Linked DNA regions of Sus scrofa: region 2 is linked to region 1. Evidence: chromatin contacts called from public HiChIP or PLAC-seq data. All regions are on one chromosome and are shown on one strand. Each heading gives the region's core, a stretch centred on a gene start, on an enhancer-like site or on the middle of the called end of the contact. The rest is flanking DNA. Distances are from core to core; before and after follow the strand shown.

What was found. HiChIP or PLAC-seq counts read pairs in DNA pulled down with a chosen protein or histone mark.
Region 2: an H3K27ac HiChIP or PLAC-seq map of alveolar macrophages shows a contact between it and region 1. The contact joins the promoter of REEP4 here to the promoter of DOK2 in region 1. A contact is called at or near these places in 1 of 5 promoter capture datasets (liver), 3 of 47 Hi-C or Micro-C datasets (embryonic fibroblasts, heart right ventricle and liver) and 1 of 2 datasets of contacts at active chromatin or transcription factors (alveolar macrophages).

What each region holds. Positions count from the first base shown.
Region 1 is chr14:6,176,937-6,184,159 of Sscrofa11.1, reverse strand. It overlaps DOK2 (docking protein 2), which reads left to right and starts at 3,265. Exons shown (of 6, transcript NM_001185102.1): 1 at 3,265-3,401; 2 at 4,396-4,677; 3 at 4,890-4,977; 4 at 5,844-6,028; 5 at 6,532-6,693; 6 at 6,696-7,223. The coding sequence starts at 3,342. The coding sequence ends at 7,151.
Region 2 is chr14:6,410,876-6,418,098 of Sscrofa11.1, reverse strand. REEP4 (receptor expression-enhancing protein 4) reads left to right here and starts at 2,487. Exons shown (of 9, transcript XM_001927617.5): 1 at 2,487-2,573; 2 at 2,942-3,043; 3 at 3,852-3,924; 4 at 4,324-4,400; 5 at 4,491-4,611; 6 at 5,031-5,144; 7 at 5,543-5,678; 8 at 5,839-5,993; 9 at 6,096-6,589. The coding sequence starts at 3,012. The coding sequence ends at 6,161.

The sequences.
Region 1 (7,223 bases), core at 2,016-4,515:
GTGTGTCTTGGAGCTATGTCTTCTGGGTTTGCCTGGCTCACAGGGTTTGCTTGCAGCCAAGCAGAACGTCCTGGGGTCAGTACTTCCACTGTAGGATTCCCACAAATCCTGCCAGGAAAAGTGGGTGTTGCTCCGAGTTCGCTCCTGTTGCGGACCCCAGCCACAGGAAGAGAACATTTCTGGCTACCACAGGCAAGGGATGGCTAGCGGGTGTCTGAAACACCTGGGGCTCAGCCCTCCAGGTTTATTAACAGTTCCCAAGTGATCTGGCATGCTCGGGTGCCCCCCTGTGGTTCTGAGTGGAAAGTGTCCAGTTTACCATCTGGGAAGGCGACCAGAGTGGTAGGGAGGAGCATCCTGTTTTCTTGCTACTCAGAGACAGGTCTGGTCCACACCAGCAACATCAGCATCACAGGTCGCAGTCTAGACCTGCTGCATCAGAATCTGCACTTTTAACAATAGCTTCACATTAAAGTTTGAAAGGCACTTCTCTGGCAGTCCCCAGGATGGCCCAGAACGCCCTTTTCTTCTCTTTTGTTGCTGCTCCTGCAGCAATATGGAAGGGATTGAATCTAAGCTACAGCTATGACCTACACCACAGCTGTGGCAACACCAGATCCTTAACCAACTGTGCCATGCTGGGGATAAAACCCACACTGCCGGAGACAATGGTGAGCCTTAACCCGCTTTGCCACAGTGGGAACTCCAAAGCCCTTTTCATCTTCCTCTGTAAGGAGATGCTGAGTCGGCCCGCAAACCATGCAGCTCCCATGTGATGTTGTCTCTCCTTCAGGACGAGAAAAATGAAATAGGCCATCCATTTCCATACTCCTAACCACTTCCCAAGGAGTTTTTCCCACACCAGCATCCCTGGCTACCCATTGGTCTCTGAATCCACCTGATCAAATCCAGGCAGCAGTGCTGAGTGCCGAGAGCTTTACGTGACTCTGCCCTCTGCTCCCAGAGCTCATGACATTGGTCTCTTAGAGCTGTTTTGGTAAAGCGCATGGCATGTACGGCAGAGGCCTGAGCAGTGCACTCCTCTGGTTTCCTTCCCAAGGCAACTGAACCCCCACGGTAAAGGAAACAGCTTGTTTACATAAGCACCCATTATGGGGTTACCCCAGAGTGCTGGTCTAATTCTCTGGTTCCCCCAACATTTCGGCACCATGCCTCCATCATTGCTTCTCTAAACCATCTGGCTCTAAGTTAAATATTCTTTGGGGAGCTTAGATTTCTCCAAAGCAATGTATCTCCTTGCATGAAATGTGGATTCCACTTAGGGGTGAGCAATAAGAAGATCGCCGAATTCAAGATCAGATACCCTGCTACTTCCTCCTCTGCCTCTGTGACCTCAGGAGGGTCTCAAACAGGTGTGTTTATACCTGCCCTTCCTTCTTCCAGGGATAGTGTGCCTGGTGCCCGAAACCTTTAGTAAGTATAAGGCACTTTTGATAACTATGGAGCTTTTTTTTTTTTTTTTTTTTTTTGTCTTTTTGCTATTTCCTGGGCCGCTCCCACAGCATATGGAGGTTCCCAGGCTAGGGGTCAAATCAGAGCTGTAGCCACCGGCCTACACCAGAGCCACAGCAAAACGCGGGATCCGAGCCACGTCTGCAACCTACACCACAGCTCATGGTAACGCCGGATCCTTAACCCACTGAGCAAGGGCAGGGACTGAACCCGCAACCTCATGGTTCCTAGTTGGATTCGTTAACCACTGCGCCACGATGGGAAGTTCTTTTTTTTTTTTTTTTTTTTTTTTTAAATATAAGTATAAGAGGTTACTGTTTTAACCTAGAAAGATAATCTCCAACTGACTGGAACTCAGTTGTCTTTTTTTTTTTGTCTTTTTAGGGCCGTACCCACAACATATGGAAGTTCCCAGGCTAGGGGTCGAATTGGAGCTGCAACTGCCAGCCTACACCACAGCTACAGTGACATGGGATCCAAGCTGTGTCTGTGACCTACACTGCAGCCGGAGATAACTCCGGATCCTTACCACACTGAGTGAGGCCAGGGATCGAATCCAAATCCTCATAGATATTAGTTGGGTTCTAAACCTGCTGAGCCACAACGGGAACTCTGGAACTCAGTTGTCTTTATAATGCTCACAAAAGCTGGAAAGATGGTGAACTCCAGCAGTTGAGATATGCTTGGGGAGCATAGCGTGTGGGAACGTTCATGTTTCTATAATCTCATGGAGGTGGTGTACGTGTGTGTCACCATGGTGGGGGCAGGGAGTGCTCCCCACAGAGTGAAACCATTGCAGCAGAGTGTGTGAAAGTGGTGAGGTGATTTCGTCCACGGTGCTGGGCGTGTGTGTGCTCAGCTCCTCCTGGGTTGAGAGACCTGGGTTCCGGTTTGGTGGCCTTGGATCTGTCCCTCAGACCTTCCTGAACCTCAGTGTCCTCATTTTTATTTATTTATTTATTTATTTATTTATTGGCCATGTCCCTGGCATGTGGAAGTTCCTGGGGCCAGGGTCTGAACTCATACCACGGCAGTGACAATGACAGGTCCTTAACCCACTGAGCCACCAGGGAACTTCACGTTTCCTCATTTTTTTTTTTTTTCTTTTTGTTGTTGTTGTTGCTATTTCTTGGGCCGCTCCCGCGGCATATGGAGGTTCCCAGGCTAGGGGTTGAATCAGAGCTGTAGCCACTGGCCTACGCCAGAGCCACAGCAACGCGGGATCCGAGCCGCGTCTGCAACCTACACCACAGCTCACGGCAACGCCGGATCGTTAGCCCACTGAGCAAGGGCAGGGACCGAACCCGCAACCTCATGGTTCCTAGTCGGATTCGTTAACCACTGCGCCACGACGGGAACTCCACGTTTCCTCATTTTTAAATGAGGGAGTTGGACTGGTTGATTTCTATGGTTCTGACCTTGTTTTGTCATGCTAAGCATTCAGCTTGGGGCGAGGGGGCCTTGGTGACTGGTTTTACTGTCAAATTTCTTCTGGGTCTCTGTTCCAGTGGGTCTCTGTTCCAGTGGGTCAGCCACTCTGTGGTGGTGACTCTCCATGCCAGGTTCTGTACCTGAGTTGTTGCTCACTGAAGCAATGGAATTTGGCTTTTTGGAAATGCTGTCTTACTCACTGAAAAATGCAGGAAGCTTGAGTGTGAAACTCACTCATCAAAAAGAAAACACACACACACACAGCAAGAAACCACAGGGCCTATCAGCTTGTCGTCATCAAGCAGACTAGAATAGTGCAGAATACTCTAGGCAGAGAGGAAATGAACTTGAGAGAAGGGGGAACATAGGGCAGTGAGGAGAGAAAGAGGGCGGGAGTGGAAGGAGCGCTGAGGCTCAGGGCCGGGGATGGTGGGAGGATGGAGGACGTGGTGAAGCAGGGCTTCCTGTACCTTCAGCAGCAGCAGACTTTCGGGAAGGTAGGAAGAGCTGGACTGGGCTGGGCTGGGGCTGGGCCGAGAGGCTGGGGCTTCGCTAGACTCTCCCGGGGAGGAGAGGAGACCCTGGAATGTTCCAGAACCCTTAGGAGATGCCAGGGACTGTGCCATCAACCGCCTCAGGCCCAGAGCACAAGCTTGAGAGGGCTCTTTCCTCAGCAGCTGCTGACCTCCCTGACCAGGCCCCAGACTCTGCTCTTGCTGACGGCTGCTGACCCGGGGTGGGGGTGGGGAGGAGTGGGGGGAGGGGCTCTGGCTCTGTTTCTTGCCTTTCTTGCCCTGTGGCAACTTCTCACCAGGGCACCTTGGGAGGGGATGGAGGGAATGGCAGAGGGGATCATTTGGGATTGCAGTGGGAGTTCCTTCCTTTTTTCCTGCCCCAGTGGGGTGCGTTTGGCCTGTGAGCTTGAGCTTGGTCTCTGGGAGCCAGGGCCCCGTGGTGTCCTGATTCCTTTCCCCTCCTTGGCCTCCTTGAATGAGGAAGTGCTCCTTCCTTCAGCTGACCCACCCCAGGGCTCCTCTCCGTCCGTCTGTCTCTCTCATGGCCTGACTTGTCAGGGGATGGGGCGGGAGGGTTCAGGAGGGTCAGCTGACGTTCCTGGGGACAGGTGCCTTCCATGAGGCCTCACACAGAACCAGAATGATGGGCCCCAGTCTGGGCCATCCTTCTGGGCCTCAAGACGCACAGGCTTTCTGCCTGGTGACTCGGATCCCCTGGGTTGGGCCTGCCGGGCCTCCCTGCAGTCTGCCTCCACGGGGCTCTCCACTGTGCCTTTTCTACCTTTAGCATCTTCTCCGCTGTCCTCACAGGCCTCCTTCTGGGTTGCTTGGGGGTGGATCTCCAATGCTTCCTAATTCCCAAGGCCTCCGTTAGGCTCCCTGCCTCCTTGGGTCTCCTGTGATCCTCACCTCCGTCTCCCTTGGGCCCTCCTCTCCCCTCTGGTCACCGTCTCTCCGTCTCCCCATCTGGGGGCAGAAATGGCGCCGGTTCGGGGCTGTGCTGTACGGAGGGTCGGGCTGTGCCCTGGCCCGGCTGGAGCTCCAGGAGGGCCCGGAGAAGCCTCGCCGGGGAGAGCCCCCCCGGAGGGTCATCCGTCTCAGTGACTGCCTGCGGGTGGCCGAGGCTGGTGGGGAGGCCAGCAGCCCCCGGGACACCAGCGCCTTCTTCCTGGAGACCACAGAGCGCCTGTACCTGCTGGCGGCCCCAACCACAGAGCGTGGCGACTGGATACAGGCCATCTGCCTCCTGGCCTTCCCGGTGAGTCGTCCAGGGCTGCGGAAAGGCGTGGGGGCACTTGATGCTTGCTCTGGGCCAGTGTTGGAAGGGCCAAGGTCAAGATGCTGGGGTGGGGGAGGAAGCATCCCGAGTCAGAATAGGGGGTAGCTGGTTGAGTGTGTTTTGAAAGAAAGCTGGGCCAGAGGTAGGGCTTGGGGTTGGTGATGGTGGTGAGCCTTGGGTTTCCTCCCCAGGGCCCGAGGAAGGAGCTGTTAGGCCAGGAGGGAAAGGGCAGCCGGCCCCGCATGGAGGAGAATGAACTGTACAGCAGCACGACCACAGGTGAGGTGGGGGGCTGCCTCTTTTCCGTGGGTGCTCTCCCCAGGGCGTACTGGGGAGGCAGTGCAGGCTGGCTGACTGCCAGCGGAGTCTTCCTGCCTTGTGGTTGCCCCTGGCCCTGGCCAGCCCCTTATCAGCATCGCTTCCGGCCTGGCCTGTGGTGGGGGAGGCTGGCCAGCATGCATGTCAGCTCTTCACCTGCAGTCCGCTCCCTCTTGTCCAGGCCCTGCTGCTGGGAAAGGCCCAGCCGGAGGGTCTGGGTGAAGGTGCTGCTCTTGAACTCTCTCTTGTGGGCACTGAGCAATTGACTGTAAAAAGAATGGTTTTCTTCCCGTGGATTAAGGTGTCCTGGGACAAGGGAGCTTTTGGCTGACAAGGCAGTCCCCCTCCTGCCCTCTGGATGGGTGTGTGTGGAGAGCAGGTGGACTGGGGGCTGGGGAGACATCCGGGCTCCTAGCCTCGGAGGGCACCTGATGGCATCGGTAGGAGGAGGGTGGGCCGAGGGCTGGGCGGGCAGGGTTGGCTGCACCTGCAGCCGTGACTGCAGGGATTGGGGAGGCGGCTGGGTGGGGGCAGAGATGAGATGGAGGAGACAAGGCTTTGGCTCTGGCGACAGGGGCCGGAAGGAAGTGGCACGAGGTCAGGGTGCATGTGGCTAGGGTGTGATGTCTCCTGGGGGGGAGGGGTGGAGGTACCTGGTATTTTGGGGAGTATGACCTGGCACAGAGCAGCACAGCTTTTGGGACCTTGGCTGCAGGGTCCTGGGGATATGGGTCATACCTTTTCTGGAAAGCTGGCGCGCTATTTAGAGCAGGGCAGAGGTGAGACAGGCCAGCCGTTTCCCATTAACTGCTCCCCCTCCTCCCCAGCGGTCCCCTGCAAGGAGTTTGCTGTGACCATGAGGCCTACAGAAGCCAGTGAGAGGTGCCGGCTCTGGGGATCCTATACCCTGCGGACTGGGGAGAGCGCCCTGGAGCTGTGGGGTGGTCCTGAGCCAGGCACCCAGCTGTATGAATGGCCCTACAGGTTCCTGCGGCGCTTTGGGCGGGACAAGGTGAGCCGGGGCTGTGAGGGGCAGGTTTAAGACGTACTGAGCTCTGAGAGCAAGGAAACTATCAAGGAAGGGGCGAAGGGGCCCACAAGGGAGGAGAGAATGGGAGGAGGAAGAGAAGATAGAGGCCGGCAGAGGAAAAGCAGCCCAGCTCTGGGGGCTGGAGGACAGAAGCAGGGGAGGGGAGATGGTGGTGGAGGAGGGTGAGAAGGAAAGCAGAGGTTACAGGGTGGGCAGTGGCTGGCCTCGTGCAGCACAAACTGGATGCCAAGCTTCCTGCTCGGATGGATGGGAGGGGAAAGGAGGGAAGATGAGAGAGGCTTCACTTGTAAGAAAAACATGGAGGGAAAGGGGAGGGGGAGCAGCTGGAGGCGGGGGTGGGGCAGGGGGGTAGGCAGTTCCTGGGGAGGGGGTAGTTGGAGGTGATAGGTTTGTGGCTGGGAGCTTGGTCCGGGAGCAGCGGCCCTGCCGTGGCCAGGCAGTCATCTTCTTTCTCCTCCACCCAGGTAACGTTTTCCTTTGAGGCTGGCCGCCGCTGTGTCTCAGGGGAGGGCAGCTTTGAATTTGAAACTCGGCAAGGCAATGAGATCTTCCTAGCCCTGGAAGAGGCCATCTCTGCCCAGAAAAACGCCGCCCCTCCTGGGCCCCAAAGCCAGCCCGTCCCGGTCCCACAGTGTTGCCCCGGCCAGAGAGCCCCTACTCCCGACCCGCCGACTCACTGCCACCACCCTCGCCCACCATCCCGGTGCCCACCCCGCGGCAACGGGGCCCAGAGGGGGAGTACGCGGTACCCTTCGATGCAGTGGCACGTAACCTGGGCAAGAGCTTGAGAGGCATCCTGCCCGGCCCCCGGCAGCTCCCGGTTGACCCTCTGTATGACAGCATCGAGGAGCACCCGCCCCTGAGACCCGACCACATATACGATGAACCCGAGGGCGTGGCCTCCCTGTCCTTGTATGACAGCCCGAAGGAGCCCCGGGGTGAGGCCTGGAAGAGGCAGGCCACAGCTGACAGGGACCGCAGCGGCCTCCAGCATGTCTACGAGTCAGGGCAGGACTTTTCTGCCTCTGGCTGGCCACAGGGAACGGAGTATGACAATGTCGTACTTAAGAAAGGCCCAAAGTGATGGGAGGGCCGGCGAGTTGTGGACCCTATGGGATGCCAGCGCTGAAGCCGCCCTGTGCACACAGGCCAGGGT
Region 2 (7,223 bases), core at 1,238-3,737, 230 kb before region 1:
CCCAGCTGGGTTGGTTTATAGTGGGCACAGGGGGGCTCCTCACCAGCGAATGGGGGTAAAGAGAGGCCTGTGATGCTGAGGTCCTGTGACCTCTGGGAGGCATCAAAGGCAGGGGAGGAGGGGCAGTTCTGCAGCAGGTACCAAAGGACCTGAAGCTCACCTGCACACAGCCACCCAGGCACCCTTACTTCTTTTTTTGTTTGTTTTTTCTTATTAGGGCCACACCCGAGGCATATGGAGGTTCCCATGCTAGGAGTCAAATGGGAGTTGCGGCTGCTGGCCTACGCCAGAGCCACAGCAATGCCAGATCCAAGCCGCATCTGTGACCTATACCACATCTCACAGCAACGCTGGATCCTTAACCCACTGATCAAGGCCGGGGATCGAACCCACATCCTCATGGATATTAGTCGGGTTTGTTACTGCTGAGCCACAACGGGAAGTCCAAGGCACCCTTACTTCCAGAGGAATAGGTGTCCCTTCCCTCTTCTGCAGCTGCCTGCTCCTTCTGAGTGTCCAGAGGTCAGTTGCATCCTTCTGCCCCAAGGAGACAAGGATACTTTTCACCTCCATTACTATGGGCCTAGAGATGGACGGGGGCCGGGACCTCCCTGAGGGGATTCTAGCCCTTGGTGGTTCGTGTTCCTCCAGTCTCAGGTGGGAGCGAGGGCCAGTGTGAGAAGGTGGTTGGATGGAGAAGGAGGCCTCAGAGCCTCAGGAGAGTTTCTCCTGTGGGCTTGTTTCACTGCAAGCTCTCACAGCAACACCAATAAAGTGGATGATAATAATTAAGACTGTGTAATCACCGAGCATTTATCCCCAAGAAGCCTCCTTTCCCTGGCCTTCATCCTTAGCTATCCATCCTTTTGATAGATGGTGGGTGGTAACTATGGCTCTTATAAAAAGTAATAACTGCCCATGTTTTCCACCCCCACAGCCCTGGGCAGCTCTGCTGTCACCCTCATTTCAGCCCCGTGAGGCAGAGGGGAGGCTGTGCACGGTGAGGGCAAGCTGGGCTCCCCAGTTTCAGAGGCAGGAATGAAGCACCTAGCAGAAGAGATACAAAGAAGGCAACCCCGGAGTTCCCGTCGTGGCTCGGTGGTTAACAAATCTGACTAGGAACCATTAGTTTGCGGGTCCATCCCTGGCCTCGCTCAGTGGGTTAAGGATCTGGCATTGCCATGAGCTGTGGTGTAGGTCACAGACAGGGCTCGGATTCTGCATTGCTGTGGCTCTGGCGTAGGCTGGCGGCTACAGCTCCAATTAGACCCCTAGCCTGGGAACCTCCATATGCTGTGGGAGCGGCCCTAGAAAAGGCAAAAAACACACACATACAAAAAGGCAACCCCATGCAGAAAGGGATAGAAGCAGCAAAATCTGCCTCCTCTTTTGAGCTACCTGCCTTCTTCTAGATACACACCTTTCCCTAGAGGAACTTTTCCAGGGGTTGGCCTCAGAATAAGACTGGTCAAGCCAAGCATTTATTTATCACCCAGCAACAAGCACCATCAGACGCTATTTGACATGTTACTTTTCACCATTGAATCTATTTCCTAAGCGGTTAAAAAAAAGGAATTTTTGGAGCTCCCTTCATGGCTCAGTGGAAACGAATCTGACTAGTATGCAGGTTCGATCCCTGGCCTTGCTCAGTGGATTAAGGATCTGGCATTGCTATGAGCTGTGGTGTAGATGGAGAGAGTCGTGGCTCGGATCTGACGTTGCTGTGGCTGTGGTGTAGGCCAGTGGCTAGAGCTCTGATTCAACCCCTAGCCTGGGAACCTCCTAAAAAAGACGAAAAAAGGAGGGGAGGAATCTTTGTAAAGATCAAGTCTCTGCCCTCAAAAATGCACTACACCAGTGGTCGTTGATACTATTCCGTTCCCAGGGATATTTGTGCCCTTAACTCACAGAAACTGATGGAATTTCAAACTTCCGGAGAAGAAGACATGGGGGGCACTGGGCACTGGGGTCTCCACCCAGAATCTCTCCATTCCGCCAGCCCAGGGATGTGGGCCCTGGAAAGGTAACCCAGGGTGCAGTTCACCCCGGAAGCCCACTCTTCAGGGTGAGTGGGACGGGATGCTGAGTCTCTCGGGTTCCCTCTCCACCTGCTCCCGGTTTTCCCTCTCTGGCACCTCAGCATCTTTGAGGCACTTACCCACCTCCTGACCTAGCGCTCTAAAACCAGATTTGCTGGCTCTCTGCCAAACCTCCCTCCCACTTGTGCCTGAGCCTCTAAAGGGGGACCTCCACACATCTCAGGCCCATTTTACAGAGGGGAAAAACGAGGCAAAAGTAGGGGGCTAGTGAAGAGCCACGAAAACTCTGGACTCCAAGTTTCCTTCATTTCTTTCTGTTTCACCTTTTCGTTGCCGCTTCCCACCCCCAAATCTTTCCCAGTCCGAGGGCTGCTCAACCTCCAGCCCCATCTGCGAGTCCGAGGCGCATCGCCACTTTAAGGGCCAGGCACCTCGCCTCCCGACCTCGTCCCGCCCCCTCCGGGGCCGCACTGCGCCTGCGCCCAGCGCTGGAGACCTGGGGTTGGGCAGAGCCCAGTTCCGTGCAACTTTCAAGTGAGTTGCAAACCCCGCCCCGAGGCCGGTGCCGGTGTCCTGACCGCGGGGACCTGCACGAGCCCAGGCTGCGACCAGCCGCCCCCGGCCCGGAAGCCGCAGCGCCCCAGCAAGGGCCGAACGCCTGGTTCCCCGCGGCAGGAAGTGCAGGTCGGAGCGGTAACTGCGGGAACGGCGAGGCCGGGCGGAAGAGCACGTCGGCCGGTACTGGTTCCCAAGTCGGTTCCTGCCTGTCCCGGCCCTCTGGTCTCCCAATTCTTCAGGCTTCCCGCACTGCGGAGTTAGTGGGCAGCAGGGCTCTGCCTCCGTCCAGGGGCAGCCCGAGTGCCCCTGTGGTTCGCACACCTTCACTCTTAATCTCATTCCAGCGCTGGCGTGAGCGTCCGTCTGGGGGTCTTCCCGGAGAGATCTCCCTTCGTTCTTGATTGAAGCTGCAGGATGGTGTCCTGGATGATCTGTCGTCTGGTGGTGTGAGTACCGCCCCTCTCATACTCCCTCTGTCCCTGGTGCCAGCCCGCCCGCCCCTTGGGTGAAAGCTGGCAATGTCTGGCGGGAAAGGGGGCTTGCTGAGCTCCCTCACACCTCTCCCCTCCCCTCAGCACTCACCGAAAGGGTTAACGGATCTGCGGGGCTGCTTGTCCCCCAACCCTCAAGCCTACTTGGCTGATGGCGACCCTTTGCATTCACACACTCGCTGCAGCCAGGTGCATGGGACAGAGGACCACAGGCCAGCCAGGGGCCCCCTGGCAAACACAAGATGTTGTGGCACCTTTGCGGGTGGAGAATCCAGGTGCTTGCTTCCCATCTGAGCAGTCAGTCACGTGACTCACCACGCTGGCCTCAGCCTGCCCACTCTGTCCTACTCATCACCTTTCAGTACTCTAGCACCTGGCTCAGCTATCCCTGTCTGCAGCCTGCCAGTGCCAGGTCTGGTGGCCCTGGGCTTGATTGCACATCCATGGGAGGGAACAGCCTGCCACCCTCACTGCTCAGAAGCCTGCCTCCCACCCATCCTGTGGAGTAGCTGTGTGCACTCTCACTGCATCACGCACCCATGGATGGGCCGTTCCTGCAGGCCTGGGCAGGCTTGGGATGTTTGTAAACAGCGGGTGGGGAGGCGGCCTCCAGGGCACTGACTCAGGTGCAGGTTGTGCAAGCCAAGCGGGAAGAACAAGGCAGGCTCTGCAGTCTTGAACCCAGGGGGGAGTGGCCACCTGGCAGCAGGGTGGGGAGTGCTGCCCCTCACATGCCTTTTCTGCTTTGGGGGCTGCTCTTCAGGCTGGTGTTTGGGATGCTGTACCCAGCGTATGCTTCCTACAAGGCTGTGAAGACTAAGAACATTCGTGAATATGTGAGTGTGGGAGTGGGCAAGAGGGCTTGGCTCAGGTGCGGGGACAGCAGCCGTAGGGGGTGTGGTGGGATTTGGTGAAGTGGGAGGGGTCTGAGCTGGTCTCCAGCTCAGAGGCCTATAATCTGGTGGCATATCCTGGAACAGAGTGGGTGTAGATGGAGGGTGGGCTATTGGGGTTCCTTGCAGAATCTTGTGGGTGAAGCCTGTTGGGGGTGGGTACAGGAATGAGTGGCAGTTTCTCAGAGGTAACTCTCTAAGGGCAGCCAGGTGCCAGGGGAATGCCGTGGGACAGGCTTTCTGGAATCTCCGGGCCGGGTCAGCCTGGGACAGGGGAGTTGGCACTGCAGGCTCAGCTGCCGGCTTCTGACCTCTCTGCCATCTCCCCCACCCTGCCCCCAGGTCCGGTGGATGATGTACTGGATCGTCTTTGCGCTCTTCATGGCGGTGGAGACCTTCACAGACATCTTTGTTTCCTGGTATGGAGGCAGGGGTTAGGTGGGCTGTGGGGAGGAGCCGCCTTCCCTGGCCTGGCTCCCCGGCTGGCCTCACCCCCTTTGCTCTGACAGGTTCCCTTTCTACTACGAGATCAAGATGGCCTTCGTGCTGTGGCTGCTTTCCCCCTACACCAAGGGGGCCAGCCTGCTTTACCGCAAGTTCGTCCACCCATCCTTGTCTCGCCATGAGAAGGTACCCTGGAGGGAGGCAGGATGGGCAGCATGGGGGCGGGTGTGAAGGAAAGAGCCCTGGCCTCAGGGTTCAAGACATTACTGGGCTGTAGTCCCAGTCCTGCTGCTGTTTAGCTGTGGGACCTTGACATGGTCCCATGTCTAGGACTTTTAGCCTTTTTCCTCTTCTGGGATTAGCAGACGGGGGCACACGTGAATGACCTTTTGAGGGTGTGAAACACCAGCTGGGGGTGGTTTGGGGATGGTGGATTTGGTGGCGGGGGGGGGGACCTGGGGCAGGGCCGTGCACTGAGGTGCATGAGCCAGTAGGTGGGTAGGGAGTCCTGTGCTCTGCAAGTTGCAGGGCTGGGAGGCATGCTGCCTGCTGGCTTCTCAGGGTCTCAGGCTGTCAGCCTGACGTCCCTTCCCCCATGGCCATAGGAGATCGACACCTACATCGTGCAGGCCAAGGAGCGCAGCTACGAGACAGTGCTCAGCTTTGGGAAGCGAGGCCTCAACATTGCCGCTTCAGCCGCCGTACAGGCTGCCACCAAGGTGCCCTGGGCCCCAGCCCTCCAGCAGCCCCTCTCCCACCCCCAGCACCTTTTGGGTGATCCAGCCCTCTGTCGGGGAGCCAAGAGATAGCAGCTGTCTGTGCCCAGGGAACAGGGGCAAGAGGTGACAGGTGGGGTGTTGGCAGGAGCACGGAGCTGGACGTTCACACTCCTGGCTCTGACGCTGACCATGAGCTCCTGCTCTCTGGGCCCTAGCTTTGCACAAAGGCACGGGGCTAGAAGCTTGCTGAGGTGCTTTCAGTTCTGAGGCCTGTGCCCTGGGAATGACTTGCAGGTCAGCCTTGATTTCCCTGGGCTGCTGCCCAGGCCGAGGCCCCTTCCTTCCTGGAGCCCTGCCCACTCCTTCCAGGGGTTAGAGCAGTGCCCCCTCCCTTGCAGAGTCAGGGTGCGCTGGCCGGAAGGCTGCGGAGCTTCTCCATGCAGGACCTGCGCTCCATCCCCGACGACTCCACCCCCGTCTACCAGGATCCCCTCTACCTGGAGGACCAGGTACCCCGCCGCAGGCCACCCATTGGTGAGTAGGCACGGGAACCCAGAGCTGTCCCAAGAGGGTGGCTTCCTCCAGGCCTGCTGTGGCTTCTCCCCAGCACTAGAGGGGGGCCTGGCCCGGCCCTAGGTCTTCAGACTGTGTCATTGCCCAGCTTTGCCTCTCAGCCTCCTTCTCCTCCACATAGGGTACCGGGCAGGGGGCCTACAGGACAGTGACACCGAGGAGGAGTGTTGGTCAGATACAGAAGCAGTCCCCCAGCCGCCAGCCCGGCCCCGAGAGAAGCCTCTGGGCCGCAGTCAGAGCCTGCGTTTGGCCAAGAGAAAGCCGCTCACGCGGGAGGTTAGTGGTGAGGCGGGCACGTGGGAGGTGGCGAGGCTGCCCTGGCTGCCCGCTTCAGCTGGACCTTTAACCTCTCACGGGGTGCTGCTCTCTCCCCTCCAGGGCACCTCGCGCTCCCTGAAGGTTCGGACGAGGAAAAAGACTGCGCCCTCAGACATGGACAGCTAGGGTCTGTGGAGCCTGGCCCAGTCTTACCTCATGCTCTGCAGGGCAGTGGGGACTGTTTGAAGGGGACCTCTGGCTGCACACACGTCTGGCCTGCCTGCACCAGCTGCCCAGGTGCCGCCTTCTTGGCTGTTGGTCATAGGCCAAGGGCAGGTGCTGCCAGCGCCATGCACAGGGCTGCGCTTATGATGTACCAAAGCAGGCTGGGTCCACGGTTCTATTTATTGCCTTCTTCTCCCCTCTACCTTCCAGGTGTGGGACCAGAGCCCTCCCAGGCCCCTGGAAAATGAAACCAAAGCCCACTCTGGCCCTGTCCTTCAAAGTACTTGACAGCCTTCTCTGAGGCCGTGTGTGTGTCCTGGTTGTATGGTTTGTGTTGGTGAATGGGGTCAGGTTTGTGGATGTTTTGATAAATAAATACATAAAAGCACTCTGTTTCTCCTGGTTAGTAGTCTCCCTGTCCTCACTGCACACATTATTAAACAGCCTGCCACGGGCCAGTCTGGGCCTAGGACTGGTGCTAAAAGGACAGACAGACTGCCAGAGGGCCTCTTGACTGGAAGTAGAAACCAGTGGGTGCGAAGGTGTGGAGGGACCTCAGGCAGCACGGTAATCTCATGGGGATTAGCTGGAGCTGTGCGCAGATTAGGCCTGGGGAGGCCAGTTTCCTCCAAGCGCCTGTGGGGCCTCTAGGCAGCTCCAGAGGCATCGAGTTCTGTAAACACACACAGGTTGGCAGTAGGCACTTCGCACCTCCACGGAGTAGCCGACAGAGGGCAGCAGCTGTCAGGGTCTTGGGCTGCCCCCGGTTTCCAGGTCAAAGAGGGCAGGGCTTGGAGGCTGGGCAGAGCCTTGCCCTGCAGGGGCCTGGCCACTGGCTGGCTGGAGGGATGATGCAGAACTCTAGCCCGGCCTCCAGTGGCCCTCCCTGCTGCTCTTCGTCATTGGAACACAGCCTGCCCCATCCACGAATGTCCTCTATTCTCTTGAGACCCAGGCTCTTTGCTGGCTCCACTCCATCCCCTGCTCTAATCTCTAGGGCAGCCTGTGCTCTTCTCTGCGCTC